Regions from separate parts of the Zea mays genome. Here regions 2 and 3 are each linked to region 1. Evidence: chromatin contacts called from public Hi-C data. All regions are on one chromosome and are shown on one strand. The core of a region is the stretch at or near the end of the contact, and the rest is flanking DNA. Distances in the headings are between cores, read along the strand shown.

Region 1 (4,324 bases), core at 1,266-3,765:
CATAAGCATGAATTCAAGTAATTACAGAAACCAATAAAAGAAGAAACAATTATTCATGGAACCTGAGGGCATACCTTGAACTACTTGTTGCAGTAATTCTAGTCGCATTTTCAGCCTCATTTCCCACAGGACTCTGAAGCTGAGAATCACCAGGATCATCACTGTCAATAGAACAGTTGCTGGAGACCGAAGCAGTAGCTACTTCAGTAACAGGTTCAGTAGCTTCAGGTCTTTTTTTAGGCTGAATTGGAGGGAGTGGAAGCAGTTGTCCTTTGCCATGCTTTTCCAAAGTGGACTTTGAGTTGGTAATATCAGAAGAAGTACGTGTCACCTTAGCACGTGATTTGGGAAGAGGAAGTGGCTGTGCATGTGGTCTATCTGCTGCAAAGCTCTGACATCGAGAGACCTCTTTTGAAGGGGATGTTGAGCGGGATTGGGCAGTGGACCAGCAACCTTTGTCACCAGCTGTGTCTTTACCATGTCTACGACTACTTCGTGATTTTCTGCTTCCCTTTTGCTCATTTGAACTTATGAGACGCTGAAATGTGTCGATGAGGTTTTCTTTGGCAGACTTTTTCACTTCTTTGGATGAAGATTTTCCCCACCATGGTGGCATACTTAACACAGATACGATGATGATTTATCTATGTACTCATAGGAAGATCTTGAAGACTGATCAGCTACAATGCTATGAGCCTATGACAATTTAGAAATGGTGAACATGAAGAGGACTTCAACAAAAACCCTCCAGCACTGCAGTAGTTTGGTGGACCAACAATGAACCCTCCACAGAGTGCAACACTGAAATGTGATTTTTTTTCCTGTTCTTGCTTCCTCGTGTGATAAAAATTTCAACTTAGTGTCATCTCCACCTCAAAGCCTGAAACCATATCCAAACATCAGGTGCTATCAATAACAATAATGGAGCACTAAAACAAAATATTATGACAATTTCTTAAGCTGACTGCAAGCGAATGTTCAGTTTCAGATTTTCAATAAATCGAGTAACCATTTCGAGTAGTGTGCTCTAAAAACACACAAATGGAAACAATTTACTCAAACTATAATAGGCATCATTTCAACGGTTTGCTGGGATCATATAGAAATCAAAAGAAAAGATCCGAAAAATAGCTTTTCTTCAATCTTGTAACATCGTTTTTCATGAGAACTGCTTACATGCAAAAGGGTAAAGTACCAGGAAAATTTATCACGATGTTGACCAAAAAATTGCCCACGATACTAACAGCCATATGGACATAGTATCTAATCAAAACGTATGCAAAAACACCGGGCATATGATATGCAGGTTTCTTTCAGAGCTTTCACGCAATAACCATTTTGAATGGGTATGGTATGTGCTGACGGCATAAAATATGCACAATCCAATATGCACCATTCCGATTGGTGGCATAAACTACCAAGCCAACTTGTTCTGAAGTATCCAACACTAAGAATACTGATATAACTCAGCTAAGGCCCTGTTTGTTTACCTTCTAGATTATATAATCCAGCTTAAATAAGTTAAGACTTAAGAGGCAAACAAACAACACATTTTATTGGAATGGATTATATAATCTAGGTACCTAGATTATGATAATCCATAAGCAGGTCATTAGGTGCTTATTTTAGATTATTGATTGGCTTTTTACTCACTAATAATTTGTGTAAAGAAATATCTCTAATAGGATTATATAAACTGGACTATATAATCCGGATTATATAATCTATATGAAATAAGCTGGATTATATAATCTGCAAGGGAACAACACAAGCCCTAACTTCTATACCAATTGGAACTTATGCAGGAAATGACAAGATACAAACTTCGGAGATTTTTGTGAAATCAATTACACTCGAGCCTTTGGATACCAAATCCTGTGGGGCCAAGTGGCACTGATCATGCCCGGAAGAACCCCAGGATAATCGAACTATGGACAGACTAGAATAGCGCAGCAGATAGTAAACAAATCCACAGGTGGTTGAGTGTAGATAAAGCAAGATTCCGAATTGATTACTCACAGTAGCAGCATTAATATGCGCCGCACAACGATACGAACTCCGAGCACAATCTATCTACAAACAAGTTCGGATTACGTACCAGCAAGACAACGAAAGCAATCCAAGCCCTTGTGGATCTCCGCTCCACCCCAGGTCCGGCACCACTAGAGCAGGCAGCAGACGAGACGGTGGAGGTGGGCGCCACCTCTCAAACGGCGAAGACGTCTGTGGAAGCAGACCTGCCCTACTGCAGTCGGCCGCCTGCAAGCGCCAAGGTCGCCGGCGACGAGGCGCAGCAAATCGCCACGAAGAAAAAGCACACCATGGACGACGAGGTCCGAGGCGAAATCGGGCGGGCAGGAGAGACCCGCGAGCGTAGGCAGGAGGAATCTGGGGGGTGAGGGATCGGAGAGGGACGCGCGAGGGGGGTAATGCAGGATGCAGGGGGCGGGGGAAAGGGGGTGGAAAGGAGACGACGACGGGAGCGGGGGAGGATGAAGGGGGGGCAGTTATTGTTCGCCTTGTCTGCTGTGTGCTCCGCAATGCTCTTGTGCGAGTGAGGTGGGAAGGGCCAAGGGGACTAGGGGAGTGTGCGTGTTCCGCGCCGCGCCTGTGCTGTGACGGGACGGGAGTGAGGAGGGAAGGGATGGTTGGTGGTGGTGGCGAGAATCTCGTGCGGTTCGGAATCCCTGTGGGCTGTCGTGCCGTGGTGGGGTCCGGGGCTGCTGCTCAAACCTCCTTGTGCCAAAATCCGAGCTTTAACTATGGTGTTGCACTGCATGTGCTGATGTTAACCTGCAAAGCGGCTCAGCCGCGACGTCTTGCCGAGCTGCCGTCACACTTTGCTGTGTGCAATTACGGTAGTGGTTTATACTAATACTTAGTACAATGTTCATACGTTGCAACCGAATTTTTTTATTTTAATTCTTTTTTCAAAAAAAATCACGTTTAAACCTCTGAACGACTTATTTTATGTTTTGTACCTTTTGCTCTGTGTCATAGTCTATGACGTCAAGTCAACATAGCTCGACACCATAACCTATAGCGCCGAGCTTTGACGTGGCAACGACGGTGAGGACGAAGAGGTGCCAACATAGCCCGGCTAGGGCTTTAGACGCGGGCCCGGCTTCTCTTTCCCATTCTCTTCCCGCCGAACCCTCACTCTTACAGTCGCCTCCCCGCCGCACGTCCGCCCGCCCGCAGCGCCGCAGCGTCGCTCCGGCTCGTCCTCCGCCCTGGCTCATCCGTCATCCCAACGAGCACGCTCCCCACCGAACAGCCACGCCGCGCCGCCCCGGCGAGCCGCCCTCCGCGCTCCGGCGTCACAGGTAGATGATAATTAGATTTTTTGTATTTGTGAAACTGTTTTCATCTATGTAATCTAAGTTAGTTGTTTCCATTACTTATATATAGGTATATACAATTCCATTAAATTGTTTTCATTAATTGCTTCATTACTTATATATAAGTATATATAGGTTCCATTAAATTGTTTTCATCTATGTGATCTAAGTTTAGTTACTTAGTTTAGTTATATAGTTTATTTCGTTTTGCTTAGTATATTTAGTGAATATAGTTAGAGCTACTTAGTTGTTAGTGAATATAGTTTGATAGCTACTTAGATGTCAGCCATCGTGTTATTTTCTATGTTGGAAAGTGTAGATGTCAGCCATCTTGTTGATCGTTTCTCTATAGGTTTTAGAAACCTCGTTGTGTAGGGGAGGTGCTGCAGAATATTTTTTTACTGAGGCTACTATGTTATTTTTTGTAGATAGGAGGTCGTCCGATTCCACCACCTCCGCCGCCGGTAGCTTGACTACACCGCGACCTCATGTATACCTGTTTTCACACAGTATTAATCGATTATATAACTGCTTGATGTGGTTAGTTGTTTCTTAGTATATATAGTTAGTATTAAGTATTTAGGCATTAGTAGATTAGTAGATGGGGATAATATTTAGTTAGACATTAGTTGATAGTGTTAGTCAGGTATCATCTTTAATGATTATTGAGTTATAAATCTATGTGTGCAATAGATGGACACCCTAGTGACACTATACCATGGAGGAAGTGTGGAGGAAGATGTTTATGGGAATGTTAGTTTTGATGGAATGGAGAAGGTGATGGTGATGTTCGATGAAAGGCCCTCTTTTGGCCAGATTTTCGCTTGAGCTTGTGAGGAGTTTAGTTGCAATTTAAACGGCCCTGACATATCAATTGAGGGTTTATCGTCTCATGTTGCATCTGGAACAGTATTCCAACGATTGATCTCCATATGCTCTAAAGATGACTAGGTGAAATATGTCAAAATTGTGATGACGATTGT
Region 2 (4,324 bases), core at 731-3,230, 200 kb after region 1:
TAATGAATCACTGAGATCTTTGAATAATCGACGCTGCTTCATTGCTCTTTCAAACAAGTGTTTCAGGAGTCATTTATAAAACCATGGAAAAACTTTAGATAAAATTCCCATGAAATTAGTGTGATCTCTGAATATGTTGGCAGTTTTAAAAATGTTGTCTCCAAGCAACTTAGGACATTAACCTGTTGTGCACTCATGCAAGGAACAGAGCACTCAGTACTACTGGTTCTTAGATAAATGGATTAACACCTAGTACTGCAAGGAACAAAGCACCCGTGCATACCTGTTGGCAACAAAGCCTTCTGCTCCATCACTATGCATTCACTTTTGCATTGTTTTTTTGGCACTGATAAAGAGAAGTAGGCATTTATGTTATTTTTGCCACCATTTGCAATAGGGCAACGACTGCTATGCAAGCAGTCCTTCTGTGCAAGCGTGCAAGCAAACCATCTGATCCGTTAGATCGTGATCCAACCGTAGGTCACATTTAACACTTAAACCCTTCCACCACTAGCTCAATAATCTTTATAAAAAAAACCCATAACAAATCATGGTTGTATCTGTGGTTGGATCGTAATCTAACGGATCAGATGGTTTGCTTGCACGCTTGCACAGAAGGACTGCTTGCACAACAATGGTTGCCCTATGTTCTAGCTTTACTCGTTGGCCAATTTACCAGTTGCAGGTACTAACAGTACCAGGCTACCAGCTTTGACTATGTGATTTCATTACTTGTTGTATTTAGAAAAATCTAATATTATGAAGGTCAACTTTCTTATTTTACTGAAAGTCTAAAATACACTACCTATTAACATATTAGTGCCTGCTCAAGTGCAGAAAAATGGTCAAAATCTTCCTTGTGTTGTCTTAGCAATGCTTTAGCACTCCATATATTCTATTATAATTAGGCAGGGTTGGAGAAGAAATGTGCATCACAGGGAATATCTATGGCACTTTTATACTCACCTTCTTGTGTTTCTTGTTTGCAGCCTACATAAATCTGGAGTTTGAACACACGACAGGTGATATGCTTATCTTTTGTGGATGGACTGTTTGCTTTGCTTTGCTAGATGGACTGTTCGCTTGGCTTTTGCTAATTGAATTGGAGCTACACTTGTAGTTTGGTAAAGTATATATACATAACTATGCGGATTGCGTTAGCTAGAATATGTCTTCGGTGACAATAGACTCTAAATTTTACACTAAAATTTAAGAATCCGATTGGGTTATAATCAGATTCTATTTATATTTATTATTGAACTAAAATTAATTTAGGGCCCTAACAAATTATGGAGAAACATTTGGATCGTGATCTATTATCATCCCTACCAATACCATGTACATACCTCCAGTTGTGGTGTTTGACCCTACGTGCAGACCTTGTCACCTTCTTTTGGATCGATTCCCAGTTGTATGGGCTTGTGCTAAGACAAAAAAAAAACACTTGCAACTTTACTAGAAATTATGGTCAATCTCTCTTTCTCTGTGTTTGCTTTGATTGTTGCTCTAGCTATTTGTGGGAAATTCAAACTTTAAAGTATAAATTGTGGTGAATAATTTCTCAAACCCTCTGTGTGTTTTCCCTAATGCTGGGTAGGGCGCTCGAAAGGACGCCACCTGATCTAGTTCTATTATTACGTGAGACCTGTTACCGAGTAAAAGAGGATATTCTAACTAAATTTTTTTGTGTGAATCTAGAGTTGCCGTAAGCTAAACACTTTCTGCGGTAAATTTAGATTCACTAGTTTTGCCATCAATCTCATATCGAATTCAATTCTTCGCCCGTACTCTTTTAGTTCTTTTTTAGTTTACAGTTAGTTTTAAAATAAACTACTAGACAACAAATATTCGAGGTAGCAGTAAACAGCCCACAAGAAAAGCCGATTCCGTTTCCGCCCGTCCGCTACACGAAGCAGTCTTGGGCCCGTCTGCTTGTGCCGAACCAGGTACTCAGGCCCGATAGGCAGCACTAGCCACTAGTACTGCTAGAAAAATATTACTGCCTGTTGTTCCCAAGGGCACCAATCACCAATCGATCAAGGGGAGAAGGGAGACCGAGCGGCCGAGGAAGATGGTGCAAGTGTGGGCGGTGTCCCTGGCGGTGGCGTCGCTCGCCATCGGCATGCTCGGGGTGCTCGGCGTCTGGCTCTGCTATCTCTTCGACGCCGTCGCTCGGGGCCGCGCTCCCCGGACGCCGCCGCCCACGCCCCAGACGGCGGAGGAGAAGGAGGAGGAGAACGGCGGCAAGAATGGGCTCGCGGAGGCAGAGCTGATGCGCCTCGGTGGGGTCACTGTGCTAGAGTCCACGGACAGAGAAGAGGAGGCGGCGGCGCTCTGTCCGATCTGCCTCGAGCCCATGGAGCCCGGCCGCGCCGTGCGCGTGCTCCCCGGATGCAACCGCGCCTTCCACAAGGACTGCGTCGACAAATGGCTTGCCATCTCGCCCCGATGCCCTATCTGTAACATCTGGGCTACGCCACCGTCTTCGCCTGCGGCCTCGCCTCTGGCGCCCAAGACCGGTTGGGATTCTTGACGTCGGGGCGGCGGGTCATCTCTGGCGCCTGGCGGGTGAGTTCTTGGTCCTTGACGAGTTCTTTGGTGGATTCTGACCATCGATCAAGAAGCCTTCTCGATTGAATCTCCCCGGATTCTTACTTCTCGAGAGCGATTCTTGATGAATCCTTGGCAGTAACTTGATCCTGTGAAGGATTTCTTGGATGGGATTGCATGTACATCGACTCAATCCTCGAATTCTTACTCGAAAGCAGTAGGTTTTGTAGGTTCCAGTCACAGTTCTTGTAACAGATCGTCGCATTTCGACGGATTTAGACTTCTTCATGAGCGAAGTGAATAAAAAAATGAGGTTCATAGTCTCGGAGATACAAATAAAGCATAATTTTCCTTCAGGGATTGCAATGTCTTTAATGTGTCATTGGCAGAATGAGTGAATGAAACTGTGAATTTCTGCACCTCCGATGATGCAACAAAGGTGAGTTTTTGCACTCTGCAAATAAACTGTGAATTTCTCCGTGAGTTTTCAGTACTGGGTTGATGAATATTTGAGATCATTAGTTTATATTTCCATTGTCATTAGGTTACTGATTATGTGTTTTTAAAGTTAGAAAGCTTGGTTCCTATCATGCGGCAAACTATTACTTTTAGTAGTACCCTAGAAGAATTAATTCAGCTATATTATACTTTTGGTTGAATACATGGTTATTAGGTCCTCACAAGTGCTTTAGTTTAGAGCCTGGTTTCAGTTCTGCAGCAAATATTTTCAAGTATCATAGTAAATGTAGTTTGATCATCAAAGAATCAGTTGAGTTCAAGAACATTTTTTCTGGCTCCGTTGTTTTTGTTACCCGGTGTGTTTTATTACCCAATCAAGCTATAAGGCTCCGTTTGCTTCCTTTAGTTTATGGACTATTAGTTAGAAGACTAAAGTTTAGTCCATATCATGTTTGGTTTTAGGGACTAAAACTATTCAAAACACATTAAATTAATCATAAAAGAAAAAGAAATAAAATATCCCTTAGCATTATCTTGTCATTAGTGCAACTGAAATAAAAGATGGACACAATGTGGAATTTATATGGTTTAATTCCATTTAGTTATTCTTTGAGGGACTAGAGACTAAAACAGTTTAGTCCATGTTTTAGTCTCATCGTTTGACAATTTAGAGACTAATCTTTAATCACTCAAAGTTGACCTAAATTGTAGTCTAGTCCATTTTACTTGCACCTTGCAGCTAGCAGGCTGTACTAATTTAGAAGATTTCCAGGTTCCAGCCAAAGCTCACGAAAAAACAAATACCTGCTGATGCTGCCCCCAAATCTAGTGCAGCACACTTGTCTACGTTTTGTAGCAGTTTTGGTGGTCAGGTAGTTGCTGATGTGACGATCTGCCAACTTTTGCAAGTCAATGGTGTTCTTTTCAGATGTACTTTTGCTCACTTAAACCCAGTTCTTACGAAATGATCTCACTTATGCTTATGCCGCCAGACCCAGACACCAGGTCGTGGGATGCTCGGTGCTGGACTCCAGACTATGGTTCTATTTGGCACAGCTGTTGCTTGTTGAAAAAACAGTTTATCTAATAAGTTGATAAAAAGCAGCTTCTGCTTGTTGGCTGCTTTTAGTTCATTTTGAAAAGAAGCTGAACTGATAAGCTACTGCAGAAGTTGTCATTTGGCAGAACTTCTGCTTAAATTTGTGAAGAAGCTGAAAATAAGCTGTGCCAAACATGGCTTATGGCTCTGCTTATTCTATGCTTCTTCATAACAGTCAACTTATGTAATAACTTATCAGTTCAGTAGCTTTTCAAT
Region 3 (4,324 bases), core at 1,357-3,856, 150 kb after region 1:
CCCCCGCAGCACGGAGGGGGGATCTTCTACGCGCAGCATGGCGCCATGGCCGGCCTTGCCGCGCCCGCGCCACGGAGCTCATCGATGACCGGGGCCAGGTCGCGCGGGTGCACCTCCATCCGGAGCCCGTGCTTCATGAACAGCGTCAGTGACATCTTCTGCTCCACGCGGTGGCCCCGCGCGACGGCCAGGCGGTGGCGCAGGAGCACGCTGCCGGCGATGTTCTTCATCTGCAGGTACGCGAGGTCCTTACCGAGGCAGATCCTCGGCCCGGCGTTGAACGCCACGAACCGGTACGAGTCGTGCGGCTCGAACCGGGTGCCGTCGGCGGACAACCACCGCTCGGGGCGGAACTCGAGGCAGTCCTCCCCCCACACCGTCTTCATGCGCCCGGCCGAGTAGATGGAGTAGGTCACCGACGACCCCGCCGGGACGAACGTGCCGTCGGGGAGGTAGTCGTCGGCCACGACGTGCTTGGAGTCCTCGGGAACGGACGGGTACAGGCGCAGGGTCTCCGAGAGCGCCGCCTTGAGGTAGACCAGGCGGTCCAGCTCCTCGAACGTGAGTGGCGACGCCAGCCACAATGCCGGGTCGTGGGAGCCGCGGGACGCGGCGAGCGCGGCGCACAGCTCGAGTACGATCTGGCGCTCCACGTCCGGGTGCGTGGACACGAGCCAGAAGAACCAGGAGAGCGCCACGGAGGAGGTGTCGCGGCCGGCGAGGATGAAGTTGAGCGCCACGTGCTGCAGCGACTCGTCCGAATAGGAGCCCTTGCGCATGAACCGAGACAGCAGGTCGTCGTGCGCCGGCGCGTCGCACTTGCCGTTGCCGGCGAGCTCAAGCTTGCGCGCCTTGATGACGGCGGCGAGGTACTGGTCCACGTGCGCGACGCTGCGGGCCAGCGTGCTCTCCATGCCGAGGCCCAGCCACTTCTTGCACCGCCACAGGCACTCGGGGAATATGAACCGGTTGAGCGTCGCCTCCGTGGCGCGGTCGAACGCCGTGGCGAATGCGTTCTCCGGCAGGCCCGGCGCGAGCGTCTCGGGGTCCTTGCCGAACGCGAGGCCGCAGATGTTGTCGAAGGTGAGGCGGAGGAGGAGGTCCTGGAGGTCGACGTGCGTCTTCTCGGTGGCCGCCTCGTCCAGGATGGGCAGCAGCCTGAGGTGGATGGAGCGCGACACCCAGCGGGACATGGCCGTGCGGAGCGTGCGCGTGGTGAACTCGAGCGCGGCCGTCTTGCGCTGCGCCACCCACGTGTCGCCGTCGGAGTTGAAGATGCCGTCGCCGAGCAGGTCCCGGAAGACGGCGTGCCAGAAGGGGCCCTTGGGGTAGTTGTCGAAGCGCGCCTTGAGGACGTGCTCCAGGTTGCGAGGGTCGCACGTGACCGTGACCAGCCCGCCGCGGCGCGCCACCCCGGGCACCGCGAAGATGCAGGTCTGGTAGGTGCCTCCCGTGCGGCGCAGGTTGCCCACGATCCACTCGTGCATGTCCTCGGCGTGCTGCACCAGCCCCGGCAGGCTGCCGAGCACCGGCCACACCCGCGGCCCGCTGAGCCCCCGCGACAGCCGCCAGAACCACGCCATGTACGCGGCGGCGGCCGCCACCAGCATCACCCACGTGCTCACCTCCATCGTCGGCCGGCGATGGATCAGCAAGCTGGCGTACGGTACACACAGCACCGATGGATCGAATCGACGTGAAGATGAAGCTGGCTGTGGCTAGCTAGCTAGCTAGTGTAATGCAGTAATAAAGTGACTCCACATGGAGCAAGCAATGACGATGGGAGGTGACGGATGGCAGAATGCTGCAGGCGAGGTTTTATAGAACTGGTCGGATCGAGCTTGCACAGTTGAGAGGGATGGTGATTAATTGCTGGCACAGTACTGTACGTACACACACTACTACCACTACTATACTCCCTCCCGGAGTCCCCTAGCTCAAGCTGCAAAGCTTTCCTACACTACAGGCAACAGGCAAGGCAACGACCAGCGTGTAAAAAAACTGCCGTTCCTGATGCGGCAGCAGCGTACGCGTGCGTACTGTACATCACATGTACTGTGGACGGGTGATCGAGCATCAGCAGCTGATGAACGAAAGCAAAACACTTCACCGGCGAAGGCGAAGAGGCGGCCGGTTGGTGGCGGCTAGTAGGCGGTGGAACGAGAAACGGCACGGGCGGTCGCCCATAAATTGCCGCCGGGGGACGTTCGCTGGCCGGGCCGCGCGCGGCGTCTTACCCGCCAACAGCTGGCCTCCGATCCGCGGGCTCGATCGCACTGGCCAATCTGCCGCGACGTCGCGCAACTAACCGTGCCAAGGCCATTGAATGCACGGCCGGGGAGGCATTGAAGACGAGCGAGCGCAGCTAGCTGGAACCGGCTTGGCTTGTCGTACAGCACGGGGGATCCACCGATCGATCGAGGATGGCGCGAGTGGACTCAGTGGATCCGAGACCGACCGATCAGTGTGGTGGAGCTAGATAGTAGTGGCACTGTAGAAACGCGACCGCGATGCAGAGGTGGAGTGAATGCTAGCTGCTGCTTCGCCTGGTTGGCTTGGCTGGCTGATCCGGAGAGATGAGGTAGCAGAAGCATGTGGCGTGCCATCGAGACGGGCTTGGACGAGACCTGTGGCATAAATAGATGGCCGTGGAGCCGTGCCGGCGTACGCCCAGGCCCGGGCGGCGCCGTGTGTTTTGACCATGAGGTGGTGTGGGTGTGGGAGGGAGAAGAAGATGAACGGGGGAGGATACGTTGGTTGGGCTCCCGGCTGGAGTTCGCAGTAGTTTGGTGGTGTTGGGCGAACGGCCCATACCCACGAACGTCTGTTGACAACTTGGCTTGCTTCAAAATCCTCAGCCCAACGCATCGTGCGTGTTTAGCTACAACATGTCAAATCCGGGATATCGTCAGTCGTCAGCTTACACGTTCTTACCTACAACACAAGCATGCCAACAGGTATAGTTGGTTAGAGCGTCTTTAGCTAACTGGATGTTTGTTGAGGGGCTAATAGATCGATCGATATGTATGGTGATTATGGTTGGACTAGTTGACCAACCAACCCTAGCAAGTAGCAAGCACCACGGCCTTAAAGTAGTCCTTGTCATCCTGTGGGGTCTTGTAACTCATTTTACCTAGGAGCGCGCTATGGCGGCAGTTCGTGGTACTACTATGACATGGCAGCACCTGAATTGCAAATGAATCGATGATGCGGCCATCTATCTCTATTTCTGTAAAGCACTAGTTTCGTGTGTCGTAGGATATCATCTAAGTCCAACACGATAAAAAGTCACACTAGCGCAGCGCAACGCTTCCATATAGTACCATCTCGCTAGCTGAAGAAGGACGAGAGAGCGAACGAAATATAAAAAAATGAATCCAAACTCTTTTTTCAACTTATACCTTTCTCGAATTTTTTGCTAAGATAAAGTGTAATGTTTATTAGCTTATTATCTAATATGTATTATCTAATATGTGGACTATATGTTCACTTTAACATTAAATTTAGTTTTTATGTGTATTTTTTAGAGAGGGTCCACCATATGTCCTTATGTGTCGCTTAACCGTTGCACTGCTGATAGAATAGAGTCTGGCCTACCCTAACTGATACTATCAAATATAATTATTTGTTATCGTAAAGCACAGATATTGTACTAGTTTGCATGTAAAGTTTGAGTTCAATAAAATTTTGTGTGATCAGAAAAAAGACTAGTTTTACAATGAATGTGTGTGGGTTTGGGGGTGGGGTGCGAAATTTAAAGGCCCCGGATAAACAAAAAACCCAGCACTAGCCCGTTTAACCATGGGCCGCACAGCTGGTGCCCTACCCGACTGCCCGTCTAGGGATGAAAACGGACGGAAACAGACGGAAAAACCTCTCTCCCGTTTCCGTATCCGCATTTTATCATCGGAAACAGGATCAGGTCCGGAATAGTCGGGAACGGAAACGGGAGCGGGATAAACGGAATTGCGAAAACGAACGGAAACAGAAATACTAACGGAAACTCATAATTTAATACAAATAGAAATGTTATTAATGTTTGACTAGTGATTGATTGGCAGAACAATAACATAAAACAAATAGATATAGAGAGGCAACATTCTATTGTTGTTTAGTTACTAAATGTGTACATTTAGCTACATCCGATGTTGTTTAAGACTTTAGATCACTTGTCATTTGAAAAGAGCCGGTGGTTACAATGGCCAATTGTGCTATAATTTATCACCTAAATACATGAGGATTTAGTTTATATACTAATGCATATTAGGCTCGTCCCATATTTATCAAATACAGAATAAATACGGGTTCAATTCGGAAAAAAACG

What was found. A called contact is a pair of places that touch in the nucleus more often than the background predicts.
Region 2: a Hi-C map of tassel shows a contact between it and region 1, with 1.9 times the contacts expected there. The contact joins the promoter of LOC103627525 here to the promoter of LOC100194169 in region 1. A contact is called at or near these places in 2 of 25 Hi-C or Micro-C datasets (ear and tassel).
Region 3: a Hi-C map of leaf shows a contact between it and region 1, with 7 times the contacts expected there. The contact joins the promoter of LOC100501810 here to the promoter of LOC100194169 in region 1. A contact is called at or near these places in 22 of 25 Hi-C or Micro-C datasets (bundle sheath, ear, endosperm and 6 more) and 2 of 3 datasets of contacts at active chromatin or transcription factors (leaf and seedling).

The regions. Positions count from the first base shown.
Region 1 is chr5:197,680,102-197,684,425 of Zm-B73-REFERENCE-NAM-5.0, forward strand. It overlaps LOC100194169, which reads right to left and starts at 2,516. Exons shown (of 12, transcript NM_001359418.1): 1 at 2,099-2,516; 2 at 75-880. The coding sequence starts at 616.
Region 2 is chr5:197,881,992-197,886,315 of Zm-B73-REFERENCE-NAM-5.0, forward strand. It overlaps LOC103627525 (putative RING-H2 finger protein ATL71), which reads left to right and starts at 1,981. Exons shown (of 1, transcript XM_008647819.4): 1 at 1,981-2,970. The coding sequence starts at 2,072. The coding sequence ends at 2,533.
Region 3 is chr5:197,827,844-197,832,167 of Zm-B73-REFERENCE-NAM-5.0, forward strand. It overlaps LOC100501810 (cytochrome P450 86A2), which reads right to left and starts at 2,607. Exons shown (of 1, transcript NM_001352346.1): 1 at 1-2,607. The coding sequence starts at 1,631. The coding sequence ends at 27.